3 separate regions of the Mus musculus genome follow, and all the other regions are linked to region 3. A link is a contact called in public HiChIP or PLAC-seq and promoter capture Hi-C data. All regions are on one chromosome and are shown on one strand. The core of a region is the stretch at or near the end of the contact, and the rest is flanking DNA. Distances in the headings are between cores, read along the strand shown. Region 1 holds the start of Rapgef6 (Rap guanine nucleotide exchange factor (GEF) 6). Region 2 has its middle 12 kb from the start of Gm51894. Region 3 holds the start of Aff4 (AF4/FMR2 family, member 4).

Evidence for each region. Promoter capture Hi-C pulls out the DNA fragments that hold promoters and counts their contacts. HiChIP or PLAC-seq counts read pairs in DNA pulled down with a chosen protein or histone mark.
Region 1: a contact with region 3 is called in a promoter capture Hi-C map of pre-B cells, with 5 times the contacts expected there. The contact joins the promoter of Rapgef6 here to the promoter of Aff4 in region 3. A contact is called at or near these places in 3 of 39 promoter capture datasets (liver and pre-B cells) and 3 of 115 datasets of contacts at active chromatin or transcription factors (astrocytes, pancreatic cancer cells and regulatory T cell precursor).
Region 2: a contact with region 3 is called in an H3K27ac HiChIP or PLAC-seq map of embryonic stem cells, with 6 times the contacts expected there. The contact joins the enhancer-like site here to the promoter of Aff4 in region 3. A contact is called at or near these places in 3 of 39 promoter capture datasets (cranial neural crest, hippocampal neurons and liver), 1 of 484 Hi-C or Micro-C datasets (embryonic stem cells) and 9 of 115 datasets of contacts at active chromatin or transcription factors (craniofacial prominence, embryonic forebrain, embryonic limb bud and 4 more).

The regions. Positions count from the first base shown.
Region 1 is chr11:54,519,952-54,524,173 of GRCm38.p6, forward strand. It overlaps Rapgef6 (Rap guanine nucleotide exchange factor (GEF) 6), which reads left to right and starts at 2,894. Exons shown (of 29, transcript NM_001252494.1): 1 at 2,894-3,167. The coding sequence starts at 3,099.
Region 2 is chr11:52,344,334-52,348,728 of GRCm38.p6, forward strand. No RefSeq gene overlaps it. Among named protein-coding and RNA genes, the nearest start is that of Gm51894, 12 kb to the right of the region's middle. Within about 2 kb of position 2,463, at least 125 of the 459 cell types and tissues checked have an H3K27ac peak or open chromatin away from gene starts, as enhancers often do. A contact at or near this core is called in craniofacial prominence, embryonic limb bud, embryonic stem cells and 2 more, where this site is marked.
Region 3 is chr11:53,348,901-53,353,471 of GRCm38.p6, forward strand. It overlaps Aff4 (AF4/FMR2 family, member 4), which reads left to right and starts at 1,867. Exons shown (of 21, transcript NM_033565.2): 1 at 1,867-2,229.

The sequences.
Region 1 (4,222 bases), core at 1,644-4,143, 1.2 Mb after region 3:
CCTAACTAAAAGTTAAATTCCAGTCTGATTGCCTGCAAAGTTCAAGTTTATAATGATCAAGATTTTTTTTTTCCCTCTTTCAAAATTTTAAGGTGAGGGACTGGAGAGATGGCTCAGCAGTTAAGAGCCCTGGCTGCTCTTCCAGAGGACAGGAGTTCAATTCCCAGCACACATGTGGCAACTCACAACTATTACTCCAGTTTTAGAGGATCTGGCACCCTCAAATAGACATGCATGCAGGCAAAACATCAATGCACATAAAAATAAATAAAACTTAAATAATATTAAGATGAAACTGAACATTAATCTTTGGGGTATTAACTGTTGAGATATAGTTTATATACTATATATAAACTTAAAATATACATTATATAAAAGTGATGCAGATCACTTGCAACACTTCAATTACTTCCTATTGCTGTGATGGGCCACTGAACAGAAGCAGCCTGGGATGGAAAGGGTTAGCTTTCCTCTTAGAGGGCAGAAACGGAAGCAGAGACTATGAAGGAGCAGTGCTTACTGAAGTTGCTATGTTTGCTTGCTTAAAGGACCCAGGAGCACTTGCCCACCCCCAGTGGACTAAGTGTTCCACCTCAGTCATTCATTAATCAAGTAAATGCCCCCACAGACTTGCTTACACTTCAGTCTGATGGAGGCATTTTCTCAATTGAGGTTCTCATCCCAGAAGACCTTAGCATGTATCAGTTGACAGAAAACTTAACCAGCACAAGTACCGTATACCTTTTTCACAATTTATGTCTATAGTGGCTGAACCATATGGGGCCTTTGTGCCCTAACCTCAGAAAAGATGTGCTAATAGGGTGTTGTAAACTTCAAATTTGGGTAAGCTCCAGCGTCCAATGGAAAATACAGCACTGTCAGTGCTCTGAAATGTTACAGTCTGAACTCTCCTGTTTTTATTAGAGATTCTTACCTTGCCAGAGAAAGGTACTGTGAACCATTATTGGAAAACATGTCTAATCATAAGACACTACGTTCCCTAGTTGGCTGATACTCCTGAAAATACTATGATGCACTTAGATGTGGTCACAGTCTTCAATTTTAAAAATTCTGTGTAAATGAAATGCCAGAAGGTGGAGGTTCACAAGGAATGGTGTGACTAGTGTGGCCCACCTATGCTCTAATAAGAACAGTGCAAAATAACTTTCCCAAAATGATGGAGTCTGGAATTCTGAAAGTTAGCCTTTACTGTTGACATAGCCTGATAGTCAATTTGACAGAATCTAGAATCCCCCAAGGAAATAAATCTCTGGGCATGTCTGTGAAGAAGCTTCTAGATTGGGGTAATGAAGTTAGGAAAAAGCCACTCTTCTTTCTCATGGGCCTGGGGTACTGGACTGAATAAGAAGGCCAGCTAAGCAAGAGGATTCATCATGTGCTATTACCTGACTGTGGACAAAATGAACAGCTACTTAACACCCCTGTCGCCATGGCATGGCAGGAAAAGGCACTTGCTACCAAGATAATCTGGGTTTCATTCCTCGGGACCCAGATAGTGAAAGAAAAAACACTCTCCTATAAGATGTTTCCATGAGCACAGAGGTACATGCCACACACAATAGAAACATTAAAAAAAAAAAAACCTAAACAATAGGCTGCAGAGATGTCTCTGTGGTTTATGAGCAAGCAGTGCCCTCGGAGAGGGCCTGAGTTAAGTTCCCAGCACTCATGTCCATTGATTGACAGCTCCTGTTACTTCTGGCTCAATCTGGGGGCCAAAATAAACCTAGGGTTACTTTTATCATAACAGGAATAATAACAATCAGTTTTTGCAGCTTTTCTTGTTCCAAAGGACAAGTAACAAAACTGAAGCTGTCTTTATTTTGTTAGAGACTAGAATGTAAAATTCAATACAAAACGGAGTGGAGAGGTTTGCTCTGAGCACTGCTTAGGTTAAAGCAGCCCCCACCCACTCACTCTCACTGCCCAGATTTTAGTCAAGGTTGTTAGATTAGGATGGAGGCAAGTGGAAATAAAAGGGCAGATCTACCTCCACAGAAGTTCTGTCCTTTAATCAGAACAAGTGACACCAGTTTCTCCACGGGAGTGGAAGCTGCACAGGTGGTGCAGAGGGCCTGAAGTTCTATAGGACGGGAAAAAACCTCTGGGATATAAGATTTCACCTGCGGGTCGGTTCCCCTACAGTCTCAAAGTGCTAAATAAATACCAAGTTGGCATGCTGATCTTCTCAGAAGGCAAGGATTCTGACAGCCCACAGGTGTTATCTGTCAACTTTCGAATCAGGAGTTCCTTAGTCCACCTGAGGCTTTTTGGTCATTAAACCCTTTAAAGGAAAATCCTAAAATTCTGCACACAGAAGCCAAGACAATCTGGTGCACGCTAGACCAGCAGGCTACTCTGAACTATAGCTCTAGTCTTCAAAACGCTTTTTTCTTTCTCTCTTTTTTTTTCTTCTTCTTTTTTTTTTTTTTTTTGAGGCAGCTTTCACTATCGATTTCGTGGTTTGTTTTTGTTTTTTAAAGTCGCGTAGAATACGCCACAAGGTTGCGGTGGGCTAGGTGCGCGAGTACTGCCCCGAGATCCGTGGCTTGCGGAGCGGTGCGTGGGCTTCCCCGCTTGCTGAATGGCAGCCTCGATTTCCGCGGGGCCATAAGAGCCCCGCGGTTTCCGGACTCGAGCGCTAAACCAAAGCATCTTACCCACAGCTCTACCCGATAGTCTATTTTTGGCGACGCCCTCGTAGCATTTCCGGAACCTCAACCGGAAGCTGGGTATGCGGAAACTACAATCCTGTAACCGAGGCGGAGTCTCGCGAAGAAAAGCCAAGCCGCTCATTCTCCGCCCCCTCCACGCCCATCTCTCTACGTCACGGCCAGGCGGGCGTTAGTGTGCGCGTCGTGCGCATGCGCATGCGTTCTCGGCCAGTCTCGCCCCCGCGCAGGCGTCTTTCTGGCCAGTCGCGCGTGGGCTGAGGCCCTGGGCGGGCGTTGCGAAGACTTGTTTGCTTGAGTTTGGACCCTGCGACAGTTCTCATTTCCCTCCCGGTGGGGCTGGCGTACACCCGGAGCTGGAGAATGGGCAGCTAGACGCAGGCTAGGGAGCCTGTGGCTGCGGACATGAACTCGCCCGTGGACCCCGGCGCTCGGCAGGCACTGAGGAAGAAGCCGCCCGAGCGGACTCCTGAGGTAAGGCCGGGCACTGGCGAGCACTGCTCGGCCCCGACCTGGCCGTAGCCGCGCAGGGTGATGAGCACCTTTCCTGCCGCTTCCTGCCGGGGACTTCCTTGTACTTGTGATAAGAAAGCACCGTTACTGTTGACTGGCTTCTGAGTTTGTGTGTGCTCAGGTGGGCTGAAAAACAAGCTGGGAATAATGATGTGTAAGAGACAGTTCATACCATAGCCAGTGTGTGCTGTGCGTTCATCTCAGATACTGCACAATTGCCCCCAGAAGACAGGTTTCCAATGTCCGTATCAGACTCTGCGTCAGCCAGATAGTAGTAAGTCCCGTGGCGGGTGATGCGTGTCGAGTGGTTCCCTGGTGCTTTTTCAAACTTTCCGTGGGAAGTTTAAGATTATTTGTTAAGTTTTCTTGGTTTGAAGACGTTTCTATAATCTTAGTGGCTATGTGTATTATACCAAAATTAAAAAAAAAAAAAAGGAAAACCCAACAGCAATGTAAATGCAATGAGTCGTCTTGTTTGAAGTTGCAGTAACTGAAATGAAATGTTTTAATTTTTAGTCACGGGAGTTTCATACTTAGAGTTCTTTGCATAGAAAGTCTCAAACTTTGGGTAACACTCTGGGACATGACTTTGTTACAGCCATTATTGAAGTTGTGATGTGTCCAGCTTGCTTCCTGAAACCTTGATCTTTGCATAGTAACAAGGCACCTGCCCACCCCTTTCCAGGGGCTACTTTTTCCTACTTATAATTTATGAATCAGCTTTTCTGTGGTGATTACCATTGTAATGTGCATTTTAAGTTTTATTTACGAACATTATTTAGGTAATGAAGGAAAACCTTGTTTCTCTTCAGGTACCGAATTACTTAGTTTGAAATTGAGTCTTTTTAAGTAGAGGACGTTTTCTCAACTGTTGGGGAACTTATGCTTGGTCATGTGTGCTGTGTTGAGGACTTTTATCTTGTGTTACTGGAATAGCAACATTGTTGAAGGGAATATTAACTGCTTGGATTCATTGGCTGTATTTTTGAATGAGTGTAGAATTTAGGTTACTAATA
Region 2 (4,395 bases), core at 1,213-3,712, 1.0 Mb before region 3:
CCTTGAACTCACAGAGCTGCCCCCTCACCCCATGGCGTTCTGATATAAAACAAATGTGCCACCATGCCCGGCCCTTGTGGGTTTTTTTTGTTTTGTTTTTGTTTTTGTTTTTGAGGCAGTGGTCTCACCACGTATCTCTGGCTGTCCTGGAATTCACTCTGTAGATCAAGCTTGCCTCACTCACAGAGATCTGCCTTCCTCTGCCTCTGCCTCCCCAGAGCTGGAATTAAAGGTGTACACCACTAGCAGTGGCTAGCTAGAATATTGTTATTTTTATGTTTTAGTTATTTGTTTGTCTGCTTATATATTTGGTGGTGGTGGGAGGGTTTGGGTCTACATGAATATGAAAATCAGAGGACATTTGGGACCCACCCTTTGGATTCCAAGGAGTAAGCTGATCCCAGCTGTCAAGCTTGACAGGAAGCATCCCTACCCACTAAGCCACCCCACCACCCCTACATTTGTTTCTTTATGCTGCTCTGAATTAGCACACATTTGGTGGTCCAAAGAAACACCATTTTGAGTCAGGAGTGTTGGTACACACCTAGAATCCCAACCCTTTCGAGACAGGAGCAAGAGGATGACCAAGGCCGCTCCGGGCCACATTAAGTATGAGGCCATCCACGCCTATAGCCTGAGACCCTGTCTCAACAAGACCAAACAATATTTACAGTGCTGGCAGCCAGAAACCTAAAATGGCTTCCCTGGGTAGGCACAAAAGTGTCGTCAGGCAGGCTTCCTCCCTGGCTCTCAGGGATATCCTTATGTTTGTCTTCTTCAGCCTGAGGAGTTATGGTTCCTGCCATGTAGCCTCTTCCTCCAACTTCAAAGCCAGCAGGTGACGTCTTCTCTTGTCACTGGAGCTTCTTCAGAGCAGGCGCTCCTGTCTCCCTGTGTGAGGACACAGATGAGTAGACACGGGGGCGGTCCCATGAGATAAGGAATTCCTATTGCCTCTGGGTGAGGGGGTAGCACACACTTTTAATCCCAGCACTGGAGAGGCAGAAGCAGGTGGATCTCTGGAGGCTCCTGGTCTACAGAGCGAGTTCCAGGACAGTCAGAGCTACATAGAGAAGCCCTGTCCCAAGGAATCCAAAGAAGAATTCCCATTGCCTCCATGTGGTCTATCACATGCAACACATCGATCCCCTATCCATAGTGATGTAGTGCAGGCACACCCACTGAACTGCTAGTAACGGAAAAATAGAACGCACGGGGTGCTGGAGAGATAGCTCAGTGGTTAGGAGTGCTTGCTGCACGTGCAGAGAGCAGAGCTTGGCTTCCAGAACCCATATCTCTGGCCCCACACTCCATCATGGCTGTTAAAGTCGATCTCTGTCTGTGCCATTCTATCTTAGTCTCTCAGTTGTCCCCAAGACCATACTTCTCACTTCACAGAGACATCATCTCTCTCTGAAGCCTGATCTCCTGGAAGGAAGGCAAGGACTTTGGCATGCCTGGTCCCTCCAAGGTCCGGCACAGAGGCCTGCCCATGCCCCCCCCCCCCAGCATTATCCCTTGATTGGCTTCAGGAAGGTAAGGTTTATTCTGGTTTGAGGGTACTCCGTTGTGGTGGGGAAGGCTTGGGGGCAGGAGTGTGTGGATTCTAGTCACACTGCATCTGCGGGTAGGAGATGGGAAGGGGTGCCAGTGGTCGGTTTGCTCTTTCCTTTCCTCCTGTTTGATTCAGTCTTGCCCTCCCCCCCCCCCCCCGCGTCCCTGCCCCCAGTCATGGGATGGTACCGCCTACATCCAGGGTCTTCCCTCCTCTGTGCAACCGCCACACACGGGTGTGTTTCCTAGGTGATTCCAAACCCAGGCAGGTTGACAATGAAGATTAATTATGACAGCCTCCTACACCCAACCTGTGAAGATCAAAAATACCTCAAGAGGTTGCTAAAATGCTCCCCAGAAGCAAGGACTGAATCTCCTTTGGGATCGGGTCAGAGAGCCATCAGAACACGCTATTGGGGATGAAAGGCAACCCTAATCGTTTTCTTACTGGCCCCACTTTCCTCATCAGGAAAAAAGTGCACTGATGCCTGCAGGAAAATGAATTTTCTTCAAGAGATCACACAGGCTTCCAAGCAAGCAACCTGGGGTGGTGCTGCCACCTCTTGGTGAGTGGGTGGAAGTACATCCGTGGGCGTGGTTGGCAAGCTATTGCTACCTAGTAAGAGCCTCTCTATCTCTGCCAGGGAGCCCAAGTAAAGGCCAGGCAGAGTGGACAGAAATAGAGGAGTCAGCAAACACAGGGAATTTTATATCAATCAGTGGTGTTGAGAAGAAACCTGGTCTAGGTTCAATTCGCCCCTTTTCCTGTATCATTATGTATCTCCGACAAGAAAAGGACACCAAGAGCGATTTGCCCCACAATAGCTGCCCTTGACTAGATTGGTGGGCGTCCCAGAGGCTGTCCCCTCCCCCAAGATTGGCCTCTGTGGAAATCAGGAGGGTGGCGCAGCCAATGGTCGCACCTAGATCCGCCATCTTCCCCAGAGGCCACGCCTCCTCCGCCCTTTCCCCAGTTACAGCTAGAAACTCAGCTTCAGTCCGTGAAGTCTACGATTTCCACTTCATCTAATTCATTTGACCCACTGCCACCTTCATCTTAAGCCCGGCTTCCCTGGGACTGTACTTTAGTCTTCCATGACTCTGGCTGCAGTGTTCATGGGGCTGTATTCAGCTGTGTTTGGCTACGCCTAGAATCTTCTATGAGACTGCTACAGATTACATTCCTGTAGCATTCCTCTTTGGAGGAAAATGGGGTGAAGACGCTGCTAGGGGCCTTTCTCAGCTTCTTTTTAATTTTGATTTTCTTCTTCCTCTTCCTCTTCCTCTTCCTCCTCCTCCTCCTCCTCCTCCTCTTCTTCTTCTTCTTCTTCTTCTTCTTCTTCTTCTTCTTCTTCTTCTTCATGTATTTATTTATTATATGCAAGTACACTGTAGCTGTCTTCAGACATACCAGAAGAGGGCATCAGATCTCATTACAGATGGTTGTGAGCCACCATGTGGTTGCTAGGATTTGAACTCAGGATCTTCAGATGAGCAGTTGGTGCTCTTAACCTTAACCTCTGAGCCATCTCTCCAGCCCTTTTTTCTTCTTCTTAAACATAGTCTCATTGCATAACACTGACTGGGCTAGAACTTGCCATGTAGACCAGGCTAGCCTCAAACTCAGAGATCCAACTGCCTCTGTCTCCTGAGTGCTGGGTTTAAATGTGGGTCCAGTCAGTCTTCATTTTTGTTTTGTTTCGCTTTGCTTTTATGAGAAAATATCTCACGTGGTCCAGACTTCAACCTTTCTCTGACCTTGAACTCCTGATCATCCTTCCTGTACTCCAGAGTGCCTGGGTCACAGGCATGTGACACTGTGGCCAGTCTTTACATGCTATTTCTACGGCATTTTGAGCAAAGTCTATCTAATCCTTTGATTATTAGTTTTGCAAGGGCAGCGGCGGCACCCGATTCTCCCATATCCTGTTCTGGCTCAGTTCTTAGTGCTGGGGAGCAAGACTTTCAGTGGAAGCTGAGTGAGCGAGGGACATCTGAGGGAGAGGGACAGGACAGAAGCTGAGAGATGTCCGGGCATAGGTGTGCTTCCTCCTACCATGCAGGTCCCAGACCCTGAAGAAGGTACAGGGCTGTGGTGGTTTAAATGGGAATGGCTGCCAACAAGGGTGAGCACACACACACACACACACACACACACACACACACCTGCACATATGCCCCTGCACACACACTAAATTGTTGAGGTTTGGTTTTGGTATGTATTGTAATACTAAATACTGGTTCCCAGGGACAAGAGAATCTGCACACACATAAGAGATACCATGTAATCTTGCTCCCCAAGTTATCCCTGATTGGTGAATAAAGATGCCTACAGCCTATAACTGGACAGAAGAAAGATAGGTGGGGTTTGGGTTCCCGGGCTTGGAGTCTGAGGAGAGACCACAAGGAGGGAGTCTTAGATGGAGAGAGGGAAGATACTATGGGATAAATGAGTCATGAAAATATGGCCTTGAGGGCTGGCCAACTGGAGTTAAGAGCAGCCCAGATGGAACATGACAAGTTATAACTCGGGGTTATTGACAGGGAAGTAGATATAAAAGCTTAAAGGGTAGATATTTGCCCAGCTGTAGTGCATTAAGGGCTTATTATAAATATAAAGGTTGTGTGTCGGGGGCTGGAGAGATGGCTCAGCGGTTAAGAGCACTGACTGCTCTTCCAGAGGTCCTGAGTTCTATTCCCAGTAACCACATGGTGGCTCACAACCATCTGTAATGGGATCCAATGTCCTCTTCTGCTGTGTCTGACAGCTACAGTGTACTCATATAAATAAAATAAATACATCTTAAAAAAAAAAAAAAAGGTTGTGTGTCTTTTATCTGG
Region 3 (4,571 bases), core at 617-3,116:
TGCCCAGATGTGAACAACTGCATTAGGCTCTAGCTACCATATCGTCCCTGGCCAACACAGAAGATTGTACTGTCTCAAATAGCAAGCCAGTCATCCCTCATCAAGTTGCTTCATCACAGCAACAAGAAAAGTAACTATGGGAAGGCAGTGGTCGTGCACGTCTTTAATCCCAGCACTAGGGAGGCAGAGGCAGGCAGATCTCCAAATTGGAGGCCAGCCAGATGAACACAGAACTCTGCCTCCCCAAAGTAATAACTAGCCCTTTCCCATGCCTCCCCCCCCCTTTTTTTTTAGTTTGAAACAGGACTTTGTTAAATTACTTAAGTTGGCTTCAAACTTGCTATACAGTTTAGGAATATTTGCTGAATTTGCAATCCTCCTTCCCCAAGCTGCAGAGTAGCTGAGATTACATCCATGTGTCTCCATCCTCAGTTTGGGCCCCTGTTGTAGCATTCAAGTGGCTGTCTATATGTGAGTGTGATGTGTGAATGTACCTGTTAAGGAAAGATATATATGTGTGCTACAGGGATAGAATTTAGGTCACCAAGATTGTGGGCAAGTGCCTTTAAGCCACTGAACTATCTCACCACCACCAGTATTTTTCATAAGGAAGTAGAAAAGATGGCCAGGCACACTGATACACTTCTTTAATCCCAGCACTTAGGAAGCAGAGGTAGAGGCAGGCAGATCTCTGAGCACCAAGCCTGCCTGTTTTACAAAGTGAGATCCAGGGCAACCAGGGCTACACAGAGGAAACCCTATGTAAAACTTAAGATTTATTTAGTGTTTTTCTTTTTGAGACAGGCTCTCACTATATATCCTTGACCTGCCCAGTGTTGGATATGTATATCAGCCTCACAGAAATCTTCCTCCCTCTGCCTCCAGAGTGGTGGGATTAAAGGTGTGCGCCAGACCATACCTCGATAGTGGTTTTGAGACATGGCTTAGAACTCGTGTGTAGTTGAGTGGATTTCCAAACTGTGAAATTACAAACTACAAATAACGAGTGAAGTGTTTCAAGATGTTAGAGGTGGAGAATCTGCATGAGGTACCATCAAATAAAGAAAGCAGATAAGAGACATGGGACACCAATGACAGGATTGTATGTTTTTCAGATGTAGAGGAAGAGGACACTTTTCTTGCGCTACTATTACTGGATTCTAGGAAACCTTAAAACTTTGTCTAATTACTGATTCCAATTAAATTATGGCTTGTCTGGACTAGCAGGATGTTAAGAGCGATGGTGTTTGTGTGTGTGTGTGTGTGTCGCCGTGTGTTGTTTTGACAGGGTTTTCTTAGTAGCTCAGATTGGCCTTGAATCCACTAAGTAGCCCACAGAGGCTGATATTTATTTATTTACTTATTTATTTATTTATTTATTTATTTTTTTAAGACGATGCAGGGCCGGCTTATCCTCCCACAGTAAGTCACACGCAGCAGTGGACGACGTCGCTGCGGACCTCCACGTCATCCTTCCCTCTCTACTCCTGCGGTGCGCTGCGGGACACGGGCGGCAGGGCCTGGGCCTTCACCTGCACCCCAAAACCGGTCGGCCGGGCTGCGCCCCGCCCCGCGGCGCCTCCCTAGCGGGCTGCGCAGGAGGGCGTGTGCCCCGGGCCGGGTTCTGTCCCCGGGTCTGACGCTGGTGCGGCCCCGCGGAACCTGCTGCGACCCGCGCTTCGCATCCCCGCTCCCCAGCCCCGGGCCCAGGCGCCCCCGCACGTCAGCCCGCGCGTCAGCCCCGCCGACGCCGCCTCCAGAGCAGCAGCAGGGCCGCAGCCCCCGCGCTGCCTGCGGGAGGGGCGCGGCCTGGTCACGTGACGCTCGCAGCAGCCCGGCCCTGGTCACATGGGCCGCGGCCACTGCGTCAGTCCCAGTCCCGGCTGCGGGAGTCGAGTCGTCGCCGCCGCCGCCGCCACCGCCGCCCCCAGCGGACGGGGCGGGGATCTTGGTGCCAGGGCCCCGTCAGCCCGCCCCCGCCTCAGTCACCCGTCCGGGGCTCGGCCGGGCCGTCATGGAGCGGGGCGGAACCCTGGCGTCCGCGGTGTGAGGTGCGCCGCCTCGGCTCCCCGTGGCCTCCGGATCGGCCGCTGCCCCTCGCCCCAGGCAGCCGGTCGCCGCCTCCTGGGCGGGCCCGAATGCGCGTCCGGTGAAGGTGCAGGCCGGGCGCCGCCGCCGCCGCAGCCGCGGTCGGGAAATGGTTCGGGCCTAGCGGAGCGGGGACTGGAGGTGAGAAGCCGCCTGACTGCCTGCCTGACTGACTGACTGACGTCTGAGGCGCGGCCGCGCCGCGGGGAAGGCGAGGCTCCGGCCGCTGACGCTGGCGGAGACCCGCGGGGCGGGGGGCCCCTGGATCCGGCTTCGCCCTACGTTTTCTCGTCCCACTTTCTCTCCGAAATCAATTTCAAACAAGAAAAATCATTTTTTTTTTCTTTAAAGGCCAAGCCGTTCCCATCCGACATTCCAGACGCCCATCATCTGGCCGTTTCTTCTTTTTTTCCTCCCCCCCCCCCCCCGTTGTCCCTTCCTCCATTCCTCCCTTTGATTCGGTCGGCGGATTTATCCTTTGAAAAATTTTTCCTTCGTCTGACTCAAGTCATTCCTAGTTAAAGAGAAAATAGGCCCAGATTCTGGCTATCATTTCTCAACTAGTTCTCGCCTTCCTTCTCGCGATCCTGCGCACCTCCCCCCACCCCCACTCTCCCACCTCCCCTCCACCGAAAGAAAAAAAAAAGGGGGGGAGGCTGGGGGGGTGTTAATTTCCGTCCTTGATGGTCGATGGGGTTTGAGTGGAAAAATGGGAACCTGGGTTGGAATAGGAGAAACCCTCCTTCCCGCTCGGAACCGGCCTGGTACCTGGCGATCGCCATGGCCGGGCTTTGGGTATTGATGTTTAGGCCTCCCCAGCTGCCTGTGCGCAGGGTTAATCTCGTAATTGACGTCAGTGCTTTGTTCCTTCCACTTTGCTGTTGCTTCCCACTCTCTGAGAACGGATCATGGGGTACAGGAGCCCAGGGTGTTTGTGGGGTCTCCTTATTAGGCTTTTCATTCACAGATGACACCTTTATGGGGAGTCGAGAGCCCTGATCTGAAAATGGTTGTGAGTGAAGTTCGAACCAAGAGTTCGATTCAGGGTTCTCCGAGTTTCGTCAGTTGCAAGTCAGAATTCTGGTTTTTCTTCCCCGCTGAGGTTTTAAACTGAAGCTAGCCTCCTTTCCAGTGCCGGAATCTAAGCCCTAGGTGCCCGTGAATAGGCTGTTTGTGTGACATTTAAAATGTGTGCTTTTTGTGGAGCCGAGGTGGTGGTGGGGGGAGGTTCAAAGCTTAAAGCTTTGTTTCCATGTTGATTCTCCGAAGCTTTATAAACTCTTTTGTTTGGATGGTCCTTTTAACTTATCAGTATTGAAATGTTTATGAGATTCTTTTTAATTCGAGATTTGATGAGAAGCTGATGTGGACCAAGAGGAAGCCTAGACTCTGTCGTCTTTGGTCACATATGCGTAAAGAAGTGTTGGCAAGTGGCCACTTGGTTTTTAACAAAGCTGGCTTCTTCAACTTCTTCAGGTTTATGTTCCTTATTGTCACTAACTTTCGCAGCCCTCAGTCTCCAAACAAAAAGTCTCAAAAAGTTGTTTTTTAAAAAGTTATTTTCAAAAAGTTGCCTTTCATGATGAACTTCCTGAAAACCTAGACGCAGTCTGTTTTCTTTTCTTTTTAAATGAATACCAGCAGTTGTCATTCAGTTTGTGGCTATCTGCAGGCTGATTTTTGTTGGCTCTGTAGGAACAGTAGGCACATTTTAAGTAAAATTTTGCTTCAGGTGGAGACAAGGTAGGGAGTCTTGAGAATAGCCAAAAGCCAAATCTCTACTGTTTGGTTGGGGTGGGGTGGGCTTAGAGGTGTGTGATTTGGATCAAGCTGCACAGTTTGGGGGTGTAAGGTGACATACAGTGCTTGGTGAAGTTGTGTGATTAATTCCTATAAAGAGAATGTTTTTATTTTAGTTAATGTTCTGTATGTCATAGTTTTACATTCAGATTCATGTGGTCTCTTCTGTCTTCAGGTTACTGCATCCCTTTTGGAACAATGATTCCACTTGCATGTTGTGATTTTCTTAAAGATCTACTGTAGTGTCTTCAGAGTGAGTTTATTCTAACTCTCTATCCTCTCCAGTATTTATGTAGTTAGATTGAATTTGATAGCATTTTGAGGTTGGAATAGTTTATCTATCCGATCTAAGAGTTTACAGGTAACCTAAAGTTAGATGAACAAGTAAGTGATCAGTATCTGAAAGGAGGGAAATGGGGATTAGCTTCAGAAAGTGCTATGGAAGATGAAGACTGCTAAAAGCTATGGCTCTACTTATTTATTTATTTATTAATCTATTTATTTTTGAGGTAGTAAGGTAGAAGTCATGGTTTTATGTGTACCTGAAAAGAACAAAGAAAACAGGTGTTTAACAGGTATTTCTTCTTCTTGACTACTTATTGGCCTAAAATGGAGTTCAAAATGTATGGAAACTTCCCCCTTTTTTGTAGTGCCTTTCATAAAAATCAAAGGTTTTTGTTTTG